2 separate regions of the Mus musculus genome follow, and region 2 is linked to region 1. A link is a contact called in public Micro-C data. All regions are on one chromosome and are shown on one strand. Each heading gives the region's core, a stretch centred on a gene start, on an enhancer-like site or on the middle of the called end of the contact. The rest is flanking DNA. Distances are from core to core; before and after follow the strand shown. Region 1 holds the start of Cdh20 (cadherin 20). Region 2 holds the start of Rnf152 (ring finger protein 152).

Region 1 (7,427 bases), core at 3,156-5,655:
TAACATAAGTACTATCAAATTATTTTCTCACTCCTAAAATCTATCAGCCAGAAGTCAAGGCCATACTATCATCTATTTCTGAATCTATTTGTTGAAAACAATAAGAATATCATCATGTGGTAGTTTTTGAATCAAGTTTTAAAATAAAGCTATTTTACTTTATTAACATCCTGATAAAGCCCGTGAGACACACTTTAAAGATTACCTAGGATGCTCTTGGTGGGATTTCTTAGTGCTTCTGACTGCTAAGTGCAAGCATGGAAAAAATGATTAAGAGTAGGTCCTGAATCCAGGCTGCTTTTGATTCCTGACAGAGATAACACATTGTGTTCTAATTATTTCTTTACACATCTGAATGATCCTAGAGAGAATAAAGGAGGGTGCTATATTTCTTCAGCAAAAACTGCCACACATGTTGATGGGGGCCAAGAAAGAGTGGGCCAAGAGAGGCATTCGGAAGATAATGTCACTGGAAAGGTGACGATGTCCTTGAAGTACATGCCCTGCTTAGTCTCCCACCTGAGGGAATCTCTGGGTTTAACTCTATTGCTGTGTTTTAGATTCCTCTTCAATTAAATGTGATCAACATTGCTGGATTCACTGGGTCGCTGAGAAAACGGGCAATTTGCAATTAACGGGAACTTAATAAATGGGATGTTACAATTTCACTTTAATGCAGCACTAATGGGTTCACTCCAAAGGTGAGGGGGCTCAGTCCTTCCCACACAGTGACAGTGTCCTACCCTGACTCTGGCTCTTATCCCTCACACTTCCTGTGGAAACTCTTGAGGAAAAATGGAAAGCACCCAGCCTGATAATAATCTATGGAATCTAAAATCGTTAATATGAAATCATTTATATATATATGTAATATACCCACATCTGAAGACTTGTCTGTGGAAGGTTGCATCCAACTCCTGAGGATGCTCTAGGTTAGAGCATGAACCCTCAGAGATTTACAAGGGAGGCATCATGAGGAGCAAAGTCCTAAGGAGGTATAGAGGTAAAGTAGTCATGTACTTTTTGAAATAAGAATTTTGAACAACATAACATTTCATGGTATAAAACACAGCAGGTTACAATTGTTTAAATTGATTTAGCTATGAACTTTTACAGAAAATATCAGCATTAATACCTTACATTTGGTGCATATTCACTAACTGTTGGATTTGGAGATCTAATTTAACTTGACCATTTTTCAATTATAAGCTGAAATTATAGTCTCTCTCTTTATGCAGCATCTATAAATTCTGCCTAACTCTAAATATTATAGTCCATCTTTTAGTTCACTAAAAACAAAACTTTATCTAAATCTAATAACTCATGATAAAACTGAAAATTATGCTTATTCTTATTAGAATGAGTCTGAAAAATGTTTAAAAGATTAAGTTTTATTGTGTAATATTTGTTAGGCAATTAGACAGGATACAGATATTTGATGTTGACGGTAAATTTATAAGCAGTAGTATTTATGTATTTTCATGTATATTGTCTAGGTTGTCTAAAAAAGAATTATATATTCTACATAGATAAATCAATAGATAGATAGATAGATAGATAGATAGATAGATAGATACATAGATGATAGATAGATAGATAGATAGATAGATAGATAGATAGACAGACACACACATAGAAGAACTGACCAGCCTAAAAATCTGCAAAGCTGATGCCATAATTTTCAAGACACAATGTGAGAGAATTCTCTATTATTTGAAGTAAGAACAGACCTTGTTCTGATGAGATCATCAACTGATTGAACAAGACCCAGTCACAAGGGGAAAGGCAGTCTGCTTCACCCAGTATTCAAATTTAAATGTTGATCTCATCCCCCCAAACAACCTTATAGAAACACCCAGCTAAGTTAGCATACTATTAACTATCACTCTCTTCCTACAGTTTAAAACGTCTTATGTTAGAAACTTAATATCTGAAGTCATGTTTTAGTGATAGTTAGAGATGGAGTCTATTTTAACTAAGGTTAGGTAAAGTCATTAGGATGAGGACATTATAAGGGCGAGAGAGGCAGGCACACGTTTTCATCTCTCCTGTGTTGTGGTACCCACTCTCTTTAAATACAGCAAGAAAATCCTCACTAGACACCAGCACCATGTTCTAACACTTCCCCATACCCAGAAGCATAAGGCGAATGAGTTAACTTCTTGCTTTAACTTGGAAATGAAATGTCCCACACAGGTTGTGTTGTGTGCCTGACCCCCAGCTTCTGATGCTATTTTGGGAGGATCTGAATCCCAGCTGGAAGAAGGGGGTCATCAGGGACATGCTTTTCGAAGCAGATTCCTAGATCCAGAAACTTCCTTACTCTTTGCTTCTTGGCCTTTGTGAAATGAGTATTTCCTCTTTGAGACACCACTACCAGCGCCTTTTGTCTCATCACAGGCCCAGAATCCACAGAGTCACGGACTGTGGACTGAAAAGCTAAAACTTTGACCCAAAATTCAATCTTTTTTCCTTTAAGTTGACTTCTCAGACATTTTTTTAACAGCCATAGAGAAGCAACATGACTCTTTATGCATTGCTCAGTGTGTTTTCTTATAGTGTTTTGATAAAACATAAAATATATTTTTGTTGATGAATTTTCACCAAGTTTTGGTACAGAATTATCATCAAAGATGGGTCCCTTCATAAAATTGGGAGAAAATTTCTCTCTTTAGACTTAAAGGCATTATAAGCTACTGGTGGCCTAATGTCAAGGAACTGCTAAGGGGCTGTATTGAATTACTGTTCCTAGCACCTACAAGTTCTGTTGCTTAGGCATTCTGATAGCTTTTTAGGCCTCATCTGCTTTATCTACTAAATTGTACAACACTCTAACAGATTCTGATGATAATATTTAGAATGATTGGATGAGATGACTTAAGTTTAACAAATCTGTCACACTACTTCTCAATAAACATTAGCTGCTCAGTATTGATAATTATATTGTTACAACTCTGAGTCCTGCTTCTAGGCATCCTGAAATCTCAGAAATGGCCCAGTTGCCTTAACTAGAACATTTAATATCGTCCTGCCCTTGAGAATTGTAGTGGTTACTTAAGTACACAGTTTTATTGGTTGTTTATATAGATCATTTGGCCACAGAGCATTTGCATGATCAATCTTTGAATAACGTACTAATCCAAGCAGACTAAGTTCTTTATTTGGGAGCTCAATGATGGGAAGAAACCCAAAAAGCTCTCACCGGAGTACTGTAGGGAAGTAGACAGGCAGAATCAAGTAGAATCTTAGCTGCTGGTCAGCTGTACCAAAGCTGCAATTAGTAACCCTTCCTGCCTCAGTAACCTCCCACTCGGGGTAGGAATGGAAGTGGTCCTTTCTAAACATGCTTTCTACGTGACCTCAGGAAGAAAGGTCAGAACTGTGAAACAGGAAGTGCCTTCTAGATTGATCATGCCTAAACCAAATCCCTCAGGTACTGTTTGATTGGTTGATTGACTTGAAGCAGGATCTCTTATTGGCCTGGAATTCACCAAGTGGGCTGGGCTGGCTGGTTAGTGAGCCCCAGGGCTCACCCTTGATCCACTTGTCTCTATCTGGTGCTTCCATTTTCCTTTTGTTTGTTGGTTTGTTTTTTATTTTGTTTTGTTTTGGCTTAGTTTAATTTGGCTTGTTTGTTTGTTTTTTCATGCGGGCTGTGGGAAACAAACTGAACATCTTGTTGGAGACACTCACTACACACTGAGCTAAATCTCCCTAATCGTTCTGAATGATTGACAGAAGATGACTTCACAACATCCCTACTTAACCCATACACCGAAAACTGTAATAGTGCTATGAGGATAAAGAAATCATGACATTTTCTAAACAGTCCACGAATCAAGCTGCCTCTCTCATCTCCCCAGGACCCATTCTCTGAAAACTGTCAATGGAGTGGGGCTGAATCCTCAAGGTCAAAGTGTTAACACCATCTTCTCTCAGACCCCTTCTTTTTTCTCTTTTTCTGTTCTTATCGTGGACTGCTTCTTCCAGAATCCAGAGTCTTCTCAAAATAAGTCACCTCAACTTCCTGGCAAAGTTTAGATGTACTCCCACCCCTACCCCCAACACTCACACTGGTGTCTTCCTGCCCTCTGTTCCCTTTCATCCCTCTCTGGGTTAGCACTTTCTAACTCCCCCAGCCAATAAAGGAGTTTAAACATTTAAATGCGGTTTTTAAACTGCATTTAAAGAATTAACCCATTTTGCCCCTCGCTGGTCTAAACCACGGGGTGCCAACCGGACTTTAATTGCTTTCTTCTGGTGTGGTTCCAGACAGCTCCTCAGAAGGAAGGAGCGCACATTCCTGGCACCAATTGGCTAATTCAATTTACTTCAACGGCATTAGCCTCTGTCAGAATATTCATGAGCGGGGAAACAAGACCCGCGGTACACGCAGGAGGCAGCCACTCGGGCTAGAAAACGCGCGAAGGAGGGGAAGAAGCGGACCGCGCGCTGGTCTTAAAGGACGGTGACCAGAAGAACCAGGCAGCTCTTTTCACCCTCCTGGCAGAGAGCTGAGGGCCGTGGGCATCAGCGGATTTGCTGCTCTTGTCATCAGCTCTCCACTGCCAGAGATCGAGCGGAGACTTTGGAAACATCCGAAGGCTGTAAAGCTGTGACACTTTTGACTTGGGGGGAAGGGGGTGGGGCGGGGGCACAGAGGCGAGCTGAGGCGAAGGGACTCGGCAGGACACCCGTTCGCCCAATGAGGAAGGCAGCGATATGAGCTGGACACCCGCCACTACGGAGTCTCCACGTCTCTGGAGAGTCGCCGGCTGTGCCAGGTAAAGCTGAGGGCTCCCGTCGGTCCCCATGCATCTGGCCCCAGGCACAAGAGGTCACTCTGGGGAAGCCAGGTGCACTGTGCACAGTCCAGCTCTGCTTAGCGCCTTCCCCTCAACTCTCCGCCGCCTAGGGGACCTCCCTGCCGACCTGGGTTCCACTTCCTGGGACTTTTCGGGGACAGGGTGCAGGAAGGGATGTACTCAGCTAGTGGCATGCTCTGTGTGTAAGAAAGCTGCTGCACAGCGGAATAGCCAGGCAGGTGGAGGGTGCTGTGCACTGGAATGTGCTCGCTGGATGATGGTGACATGGGGAGCGCGGGGTGCCAGAGCGCTTAACCTGGGCGCTTCGCTTCCCTTGAGGTCACCAGCATCTCCATACTGCCAAGGGAGAGGATGCCCGAGTCCCCAACGAGGTAGTTGTGCTCAGAGCTGAGGATCCTAGGCACCCAGTGACCGATCCTGGCTCTGGGATGAGAGGCGCCGCTGCAACAAAGCTCAGCGGTGGGAGGAGAATGTGGTGTGGTGGTGACTCTAGTCCCTGCCACCTGCCGGACATCACCAACTCCCCGGATTTCCTGTCTCACAGTCCTGGCAATCCCTGGGAAAGCTCTTAATGGAGCGCGGGTGGTTTGAGCTCTGCTTGTCCTGCTGGTGGTGTTTGGAAGAGCCCGGAGGTGATGGGGCGAGTAAAGGAGTCAGAGAAGGTGAAACATTCAGATCTACAAAGAAAATGCCTCCGCGATATCGCAAACTGTCCTTAGCACTAAGACAGAAGCTTTGCTGGCCTCCAAGCTGTGGCAGCTGAATATGGGAAGGGGGTGGGGGGGGGGGGAGGGTTACAGCTTTAAGGCAACGCCAGAGTCTTTTAGTGATTTCCTAGCTGAGCTTATGTACGGGAGGAGGAAGTGGGGCTGGAACCCTGGCACGCGAGAATAGAGGAGTTAAGCGCTGGGTAGATTCGTAGATTCGGAGTTTACTGTGAAATCAAAACAATTATTATTAACGTTGTTTTTACATGCTTGGACATCAGGAAGATTGGAGTTTGGGACTTTGATAATAGCAGGGAAATTGAGTCTGTAAGCGCTGTCCCTCACATAATGTAAGCGGACCTCCTCTGGTCTCTGATTTGCCTCCATCAAAGAAAACAAATGCCTCAGAATTGTAGTGTCAGGGACCTGGCAGAGGATTGTGAACTGTATCTAGCTGAGAACAGCACAAACAACAGAAAGTCTTAACAGTAATGCAAGGCACTGTTTCCCTATCCACAATCCGTCCTGTCTCTTCTCAAGGTGGAGGCAGAGCCACCCTGAACTCCATACTTGACCCAGCTTTTCCTTCTGCTGCCCCGGGTACTCACTTGCTTCCAGTTACAGAACCCCTACAGCCTTTTGAGCTTCCTAGTGTGAGCAACCTTCCCTTTAGTTTTAGGAGGAAGCCTCAAGGACACCTGAGGTTGGTTGCTACCCTCTTGGCTTAGCCCTTGATCAGATCTGTTCCAGGGCACAGGCTTGGCCCTGCTGAGGAAGCAGAAAACAAGGCAGGACTATGGAAGTCCTGGCAGTCACTGCGTGCAGGAGATGAGGTCAAACCTCTGTGCTGCCCACATCCTTTCCTGCCAAAGAAGAAAGAGAGACAAATAGTGTGCAAGTAGGACATAGATAAATGAAATCAAGCTCCTAGAGTCAGCTGGGCTGTGGCCACTGACTTTGGGGTGACCTTTACTGTGCTTCCGATTTCCCCTTTGCCAACGCACTGAGCAGTCTTTCTGATGGGACTCTACTCAGGAGATGGTCTAATTTTGTATTTTAGAAAGTGCTTTGAGCACACTGAGAAAGGACAGTCTATAAACTACGACATGTTAATGTTCTGTGAAAAGTTTGCTACTGCACAGGTTAAGGAGGTACATTTTTAGCAAGTGTGCCATGTGGCAGTGTGACATTAAAATGGAAAAGCAAAGTACAATCATAAAAAAATGACTTAGCGTTCTTGACATTTTTGTGCATACTTGTGGGAAAGTTATCTTTAATTTGGGGAGAGTTGCTGGGGAATTTATTCAATGTTTGTACGACTGGACCACTCCCCTCCTACCTTTCTCCTCAGTAAAATTATATGACCCAGTTCTCACCAGAGAGGCACTGTGACTGTCGTTAGCGCTGGGGGTTGAGAGGAGAGACTGAGGGTTGCTAGGAGAATGTCTGCCAGTTGGGCTTTCAAGACTGGAGGTAAGGTGCAGAGCAGTTAAGTGTTCTAGAATGATGAGTGAACCCAGCATGGCTTTTCCTGTGTGCTCTGATTCACTCCATCAGATGGTGTGAGGGGTCCTTTTGCTACCTCTGTTAGGAAACTTCAAATCAGTGGTTCTCAGCTTGTGGTTTGCATCCTTTGGGGGCCAAGTGACTCACAGGGGTCACCTAAGACCATGGGAAAACACAGAGATTTACAATTAGAGTTATGAAGTAACAACATAAATAATTTTATTATTGTAGTCACAATATAAGCAGCTATGTTAAAGGGTTGCAGCGTTAGGAAAGTTGACGACCATCACTTTAAGTGATGGCAGTGCCTGCTCCTGACTTTTGCACTGGAAGGACTTCTTTTTTTCTTCTTCCAGACTGGAACAGGGAAGTATTTACCATCCCAGAG
Region 2 (7,427 bases), core at 2,625-5,124, 590 kb after region 1:
TCTTGAGAGCAGTGATTCCATAAGACCAAGTTTGAGCAAGCCTCTATCAGTTTAGGGCCTGAGCAACTACAGCGAGCCTGGCCTTTCTATTCTGCAAGCCCAGGAAAGAAATGGTCGGGCACTGGTATGTTGAATATTCCTCACTACAGCAAAATCAATAACACCTCAGTACTTTAAAATGAGTGAGAAGAAACCTACAAAAGTCTACCTGTCCCCATCTGCTTTCTAAATCAGGTGACACAGGAATGTAGACATTATTTTGAACTTGATGCACAGCTGACTGCTGAACAAGAAGGTCCAGGTAGAATAGTCATAAAGAAATGAAAAGAAAATGGCCTCCCTACATTGGTGGAGCCTCAGCAGCCATGGAAATCCAACTGAAGAGTTCAATGTCTGTAAAGAAAAGGCTACTTCTGACCCAGCCCAGACATTTGGGGAATTCAGAACATTCTAGAGAAAACGACAATCAAGCAGAGGTTGTGTGAGCCTCCTCAGACGTGCAGGCCTTCTCAGTCACTTCCAAGTAAGACCTGCATTTCTTTGTCTCCCTATAATCTCTTTGAGGGTGATTCATGACCGTTGTCTCTATCCATCACTTACCCCTTGGCACCTTGCACAGAATCCGTATTTCTGTTAAGTACACAAAAGCGTCTGCAGGGTGAACAAGTAAACACTGGACTCAAAGGTCAGCTATGCCAGCCTAGAGCTAAGCCCACCTCCCGAGACCCCAGGAAGAAGATGATGTAAAGAAGATGACCCCAGGGAGCTGATGTAAATCAACATTTCATTATGAGTTATCACAGCACATGATGAAAAATTACAATAAAATCTAATACTACACTATAGCTATCTTTGTTCTTGGACATGCAATTACATGTGCAGGCAGCTATTTTTCTATGTGGAAAATTGTGTGTGAGGGTTTTTTTTTTTCCTATTAAAAAGCCACACCCTTGATTCTATTGCATTATTACATTCCCTATTATTCCATCACGTGGTTTTTCTTCTTGCTGTAATCCAGGACACACCCAGAATTACTGCTGACAGAAAAATCACCTGTCAACATACCTTCATCCTAACACCATGTTGGTAATCTTGTCTCTGCAAAGCAGTAGCCTTTGTTTTAGCTAGAACAAAATGACTGCCCCACTTCTAATGGTTTTCCAAGCTTTCAGTAGAAGGGTCAACGTTGGTGTCACTCCTGGTTTTAAAGCCACCTTTAGAAGCAAAACTATCCTAGAACAGAATGACAAACATCTTAAGCTCTTTAATTAGTTTTAGAGGGATTTTCGAGAAAAACTGTAAAGAGCATCCACTCTGGTCCTTGATGCTGTTATACTGCAAAAGAGGTCTCAGGAGCCAATGGTCCTCAACAATCTGACCTCCCTATAAGGAAAGCCTGGATCTAGCCCATGCTCCAGCCCATGGGATGCTAAAAGCTCTGGATTCTAGGAAGGCATGCCAGTGCTGAAATGTGTGTCCTGGTACATCTGAAGGTGAGTTTTCAATGAATTCTATCATGATAGGCCAGAGTTTTAGGGAAAGAACCAAAATCTAAAGGAAAAAAATGGAGAAAGAGAGGATAATGATTTGTGTCTATATAAAGGGAAACATAACTAAAGCTCTGTCTCTTCTATGTTCGTTCTGCTCCTACCCAGCAGCCCTCTCTGCTACCTGCCAGTAATTTAGCATCAGCCTGCCCTGATACTTTGGCAATGAAAAGATGGGAGAGAAACAGTCCTTCTTCCTCAGAAGGCCACTGCATGTGACCAATGCCCGAACTGAGCACTGGTCAAATATCTTATGAGCTTTATGATTATTAACTTTCCCACAATATCTTTAATTAGAAGACATCTCCACTTTACACAAAACACTGTCTTATCCAAACCCATATTTATGTACAACTGTCTGTGTACTGACAGCATCAAAATTCACACCATCCAGTGGAACTAATACAGGTCCAATATAAGTGGCTCCCAGTGACCTCTCCAAAAGGAAAGGATGAAGTCATTTGCAATGTTGGTGGAACAAGACATTCGAGTGAAGTCCCAAAGGTAGGACAGACTTTTTTTGCTTGCTTGGGTGGCCCCTACTCCCTCACAAATACAAATGCTGTGAAAGCAGAAACACCCAGGCAGCCCTGTGTCAGCGCTGTGGGCCCAAATGACCCAGAGACACCCAGGCAGTTACCCAGATCATTGGGGTTACCTGAATCTGTCACGCGTCCCTTTCACCCCCTTCTGCGTGTTGACATCAAGTGGAAACAGTAAGCGTTTGGGAGACAAGAGGCTGACAAGCAGGAAGCGCGATTGAGACCCAGCTTTGTTCAGCCTGCAGTGAAATACATGCAGTAATAGTTAGATACTCCCAGCACAGACAGAAATCCAAGCACCCTCCGAGACCACTGGAACACGAGTAGGCGTCCCGAGAGGATGAGAATGGGGGGTAGAAGACTGGTAAAACAGGGAAGGGTCATTAAGGCTCTCCTGGATAAATAATCACCTCCTGGCTCCTCTGCAGTCTACGCCCCCCCTGCCGCGCCCCCAAGTTATCCCGCGGTAAAGCGGCTACCATCAACCGTAATGCCTCAGAAATATAGGAGTCAGGATGGAGAATACCATCATCTTTTTAAGGCAAAATGCTAGCAAAATACACGAGTTAAGCCCACACAGCTAGCAATGCGGGGCATGTAGTCGCCTGCCCAGACAAACACACACACACACACACACACACACACACACACACAATCAGGGATGCATCTGAGAGTATCCTTTCGTTGCCTGGCCACCACCTCAAGTCACTGTCTCTGTTTTGTCAATTACCCTACTGTTTCCAAATCTATGCAGCACTCCCCCACCACACCCCCACGGTAGGCGGGATCCCAAACCAACACTGTGGAGAAGCTCCCCACAAGTCCTGCCGGCTTTGTCCTGCTGCTGTCCTTCCAGAAGCAAGCGCCCCAGGCCCGTGGGTCCGCACAAAAGACCCCCAGAATCTGGCCCTCCATTCGGCCCCCTTTTCCAATAATGGCTTGGGGGCAACTTCTAGCTAGGAATCGGGAGTAGGAAGGCAGGACAGGACTGGAGGGGACGACCCAGGGCTTGAGAATGCTGGGGGGGGGGGGGGGGCACGGCAGGGATGTGCGCGCACCTCAAGGGCGCGTGCGGCGCGTGCATGAGGCGAGCTCCCGGGACCAGAGCTCCAGGGGGCATCCCAGGACTCCGAGGAACCAGAGTCAGCTGCCATGACCCCATCGCGCTCCCAACTCAAAGCAAAGCCCGAGGAAAACCCAACTCCCGGGACCACCTCCTCGAGAGACGCCTCTCCAGCTCCGCACTCCTTTAACCAAACAAACCACCCCAATCATAGTCCAGGAAGAACCTCCAGTTATATCTCAGGCTACCGTTGCCCTTTCCCGCTTTCTCCTAGGCACAGCCTTCCACGCGAGTCCCCTCTGCACCCGGGACCTGGGAGCACACTGAACAGGAAAACAAACCGAAACTCACTGACCTCTCTCAGCAGCAGGCTCGGCTCTGTTACGCCGCCGGCGGCTGCAGCAACGTCGGAAGCATCCCGGGGGTCCGCACTGCCCGCTGCGCTCTGCTAGACGAGCGCTGAGGGCCGGCTGCTGCCTGCTCCTCCCGCCGCAGGTTGCGGGGCAGCGCGGGCAGAGTGGCGGCAGCGCCTCCCGCAGCCCAGCCCTGCTCGTCTCTCCTTTGGCTTCAGGCGGCGCCCTCCACCTGCCCGGCTGTCCTCCGCCTCCACGATCGGACACCCGCCGCCAGGCACCGGACACTGAGCGGAAGCTTTTGGTGTCACCCCCAGAGACCCAAGCACTGAAGGGAGCGGGAGGCTGAGTGAGCTCTGCTCCGCGGACCGCCCCTCCCCGGCGGCTCCACCCCCTCCCGCACTCCACCCGGCAGCTTGGCCGGCACGTCCGACTGTCTGTCTGTCGGTCGGTCCCCAGTGGCCAACCTCTTGGTGTGGGTGGGGAAGCAGGGACGCGCCCTCTACCCACCGTAGACCAGCGAGCACCTGGACCGAGCACGGAAGGAGGACCTGAACGGTATCAGGTGTGACCTAGAGGCCGAGCACCACAGGCTAGAACGACTGGGACTGGCCAAGGTGGTGACCCAGCTGCGGCTCTGGACTCAAGACCACAGGGGAGAGGGAGGAGTCTAGGCTATTGCCTTTCCCCTGGGTTCTTTTTGGCTGCCCCTGAAAGTTCACTAACCCAACAAGGGCAGGAACCTGTCAGCATGGAACGGGATATGCTCCCAAAGAGCCCCACAGGGACACCTCACACCTCAACCTCCTGTGTAAAGGAAGCTCACAGGAGAGGTGAACAGGAAGGAGCCTAGAGGGTCTACTAAGTTTACCCTATTGCCCACCTTAAAACCCAACTTCAGGCTCAGAGGTAAAGTGCTTGCTTGCCTAGGGTGCATGAATCTGGATTTATCCTCTGTACTCCTAAACAGAAACAAAGCCCTTACCTTTGGGATATGCTTTTAATGTCATGTAACCCCAGGAGAATCTAAAGATAAGGTCTCTTCCTGCTTTTTCACTTAACATATAGTGGAGAAAAGGGGAGATAGGTGTCCCCTGCTGGTCTGGGGCACCATGCCTGAGTTCTGGGGCCTTTTGGGATCCATTCTATTAAGAAACTGAAAACTGACCTGAGTTATGTCTCCTCATCTCTGTGGTTCAGCTAAAGGAGCTCTGTTAATGCACAGAGCAAATGGCTTCTTCTAGACTTCAGGTACTGGGCTCCCTTCATGGGTCCTATGTTCCTTCTTACACAGCAGTGGTTCTCAACCTTCCTAATACCGTGACCCTTTAACACAGTTGCTCATGTTATGGTGACCCCCCCAGCCATAAAATTGTTTTTGTTGCTAACTTCATATAGCAACATTAGCTACTGTTACAAATCAGAATGCAACTATCTGTGTTTTCCAATGGTCTTTTGTGACCCCTGAAGGGGTTGTGACCCACAGGTTGAGAACTGCTGTTGTTCCAGAAGTCCTGAGACCCATGATGGCTCTGTATGAGCTAATGAATCCGTGTTGGCAGCTGGTCCTACTTGCTTTGTCCCACGTGTACAACTTGTGAATTGGTGTTCCAATCAGGCTATTAACACATCGGGAGGCGGGGGCGCGGGGGGGGGGGCGGGGGGGGGACCTGCATCCGGGAGACCCACAAAGCTTGCAGTCTCTGGATCCCAGTAGGAGCTCTGCTTCCTCCAGTCACCAGGCAGACTCTTGCTCCATTGTTCCCTTATCACCTCTACAGCACCCACAGAGGCTCTGCATGCATGTCTTAGGAACCTAAGGTTACTTTGCAAGAATATCTTTAACTTCACCATCAATGTGGGGGTGGGATTAGCCCAGTGGAGGTTGTACAGACCTCCTGCAGAGGCAGAAGGATCTCTGTAAGTTCGAGGCCAGCTTGATCTACAGAGCAAGTTCTAGACAATCAGGGCTACATAGAAAAACCCTGTCTCAAAAAAATAATTTTTTTTAATAAAAAAATTAAAAAGGCCTTTTGGAGGCAGAGTCTCATACATGTAGCCTAGGCTAAGCTGGAATTTATCAGGCAGCACAGACCATTCTGGTACTCCTCCTGCCTCATTTTCCTAAGAACTGGAATTCCTAGTTTTTAGTTATATTTTATTTAGGGAGAGGGGTGCACACCGGTGACAGTATAGGTATGGAGGACAGGTTGCACTTTCAAGACTCCGTTCTCCCCTTCCCCATGAGACTGCACTCAGATCATCAATCTAGGATCAGGCAATCTAGGACAGGCATCTTATTCACTGAGCCATGTTGTGGACTCTGGAAAAAAATAATAATGAGAAACTAGGCAAGGTATTAACAACTCAGATGTTGGTCAGGGACTTGAAATAAAGAAGGTGATTCATAACACCCCAACATTTTACCAGCAGAGCTTAGCCCAGAAATATTATTATGCATGAGTGCCTCTCAAGATTGCTTTTAGGAAAGCAATTTCAGGATTCAGTAATTATTCTAAAATGTTTCAAACTGCCCCCCCCCAGTTGCTTTCTAGACAATTCTTTGAAGTGAGAAATGCAAGAATTCAGCATGTAGAAGGTTAACACCTCCAACTCTATTCATTTCCACTGGCTGGGATTTTAATTCACAGAGCATCATGGGTGTTCTGCCTTCTGTCCAGTCTTGTAAAGCTGTCACACAGAGAAGGTTAATTAACTGGGGCAGGCTGCAATGGGGCAGTTCCTAAGACACACTGGAGGTCAGAATCTGGACAGGTAGCTACGGTCTAAGTCAGGGCAAGAACCGGCAGAACGTGTTGTAACAAATTCATCTGTGGGGCACCCAGGAGCAGAGCAGCTAGGACCAGTCTGAGTTTCGAAGTACAAGCTGGCAAAGTCCTGCCAGAGAAGCTGCTGTTGTTCTTACAACCCACTGTGCATGTGTGTGAAAGAGAAGCAAGTGAGCACCTGAGGTCTGGAAGAGCCAGGTTAAAGACAGGTGCACAGACCTGCAGACAAGATAAAGATACCAATGCTGGATCTAGGGAGCTTCTTGGTTGGTGAAATGCTCCCTGTGCAGATATAAGGACCTGTGTTTCATTGCCCAAAATGCACAAGAAAAGGCCAGTGTGGCTGTGTGCCCTTCGGATCCTATGTAATTGTAGCACTATGGAGATGGAGGCAGGCAGGTCTCTGGGGTTAGCTGGGGACCCAGGCTATCTGAATCAGTGAGCTCCTTCACTCAGCCAATGAAGAGACACAGTTTTATAAATCAGCTTGGATGGCACCTGAGGAACAACACTTGAGGTTAACCTTTGGCCTCAGCACATATATGTGCACATGGTCCAAATATTGATGCCTTCAAAAAGCCAATAGTCATTAAATATGGACCGTGTTTCAAGAGGGTTAGGATGCAGGGTGGGGTGGGAAACCACTCGTCTAAGTTCCTGCAGTTACAGAACTCACTTTCCAGTTAAAATTTCTTTTCATAATAAAAGGAATTACATGTGAGACCATGAAAGAAATGAGAGGGGAAAGGACGATGAAGGGTGTGTGTGTGTGTGTGTGTGTGTGTGTGTGTGTGTGTGTGTGTGGTGTGTATGTTGAGGGAAACCTTAGGCCAGAGAAGTCTCACTCACAGGGAGCTTTTGGAACTAAGATTTCAATACCATGATGAACCATACAATGCCAAGGGAAAGTGGAAGAACCATTCTGAGTATCAGCAGGAGGAGAGAGAAGGTGTGCACTTGGCAATGGATCAGGCCAGTCAGCCCTACAACACTGAAGGATGCTGCATCGCCTAAGTTTGGTAAAGGGCAGAACTAAATTCTTAGCTTTGTACCTGTAGCGTGGAGTAGAGATGCTCCACAAGTGTTTATTGAGCAGAGCACGACATCTCTGGGAACCTAGGGTGGAGCTAAGA

Evidence for each region. A called contact is a pair of places that touch in the nucleus more often than the background predicts.
Region 2: a Micro-C map of embryonic stem cells shows a contact between it and region 1, with 2.6 times the contacts expected there. The contact joins the promoter of Rnf152 here to the promoter of Cdh20 in region 1. A contact is called at or near these places in 1 of 39 promoter capture datasets (embryonic stem cells), 1 of 484 Hi-C or Micro-C datasets (embryonic stem cells) and 1 of 115 datasets of contacts at active chromatin or transcription factors (embryonic stem cells).

The regions. Positions count from the first base shown.
Region 1 is chr1:104,764,115-104,771,541 of GRCm38.p6, forward strand. Cdh20 (cadherin 20) reads left to right here and starts at 4,406. Exons shown (of 12, transcript NM_011800.5): 1 at 4,406-4,784.
Region 2 is chr1:105,352,836-105,360,262 of GRCm38.p6, forward strand. Rnf152 (ring finger protein 152) reads right to left here and starts at 3,875. Exons shown (of 3, transcript NM_178779.4): 1 at 3,508-3,875; 2 at 2,206-2,328. It overlaps Gm17634 (predicted gene, 17634), which reads left to right and starts at 3,172. Exons shown (of 2, transcript NR_151540.1): 1 at 3,172-4,070.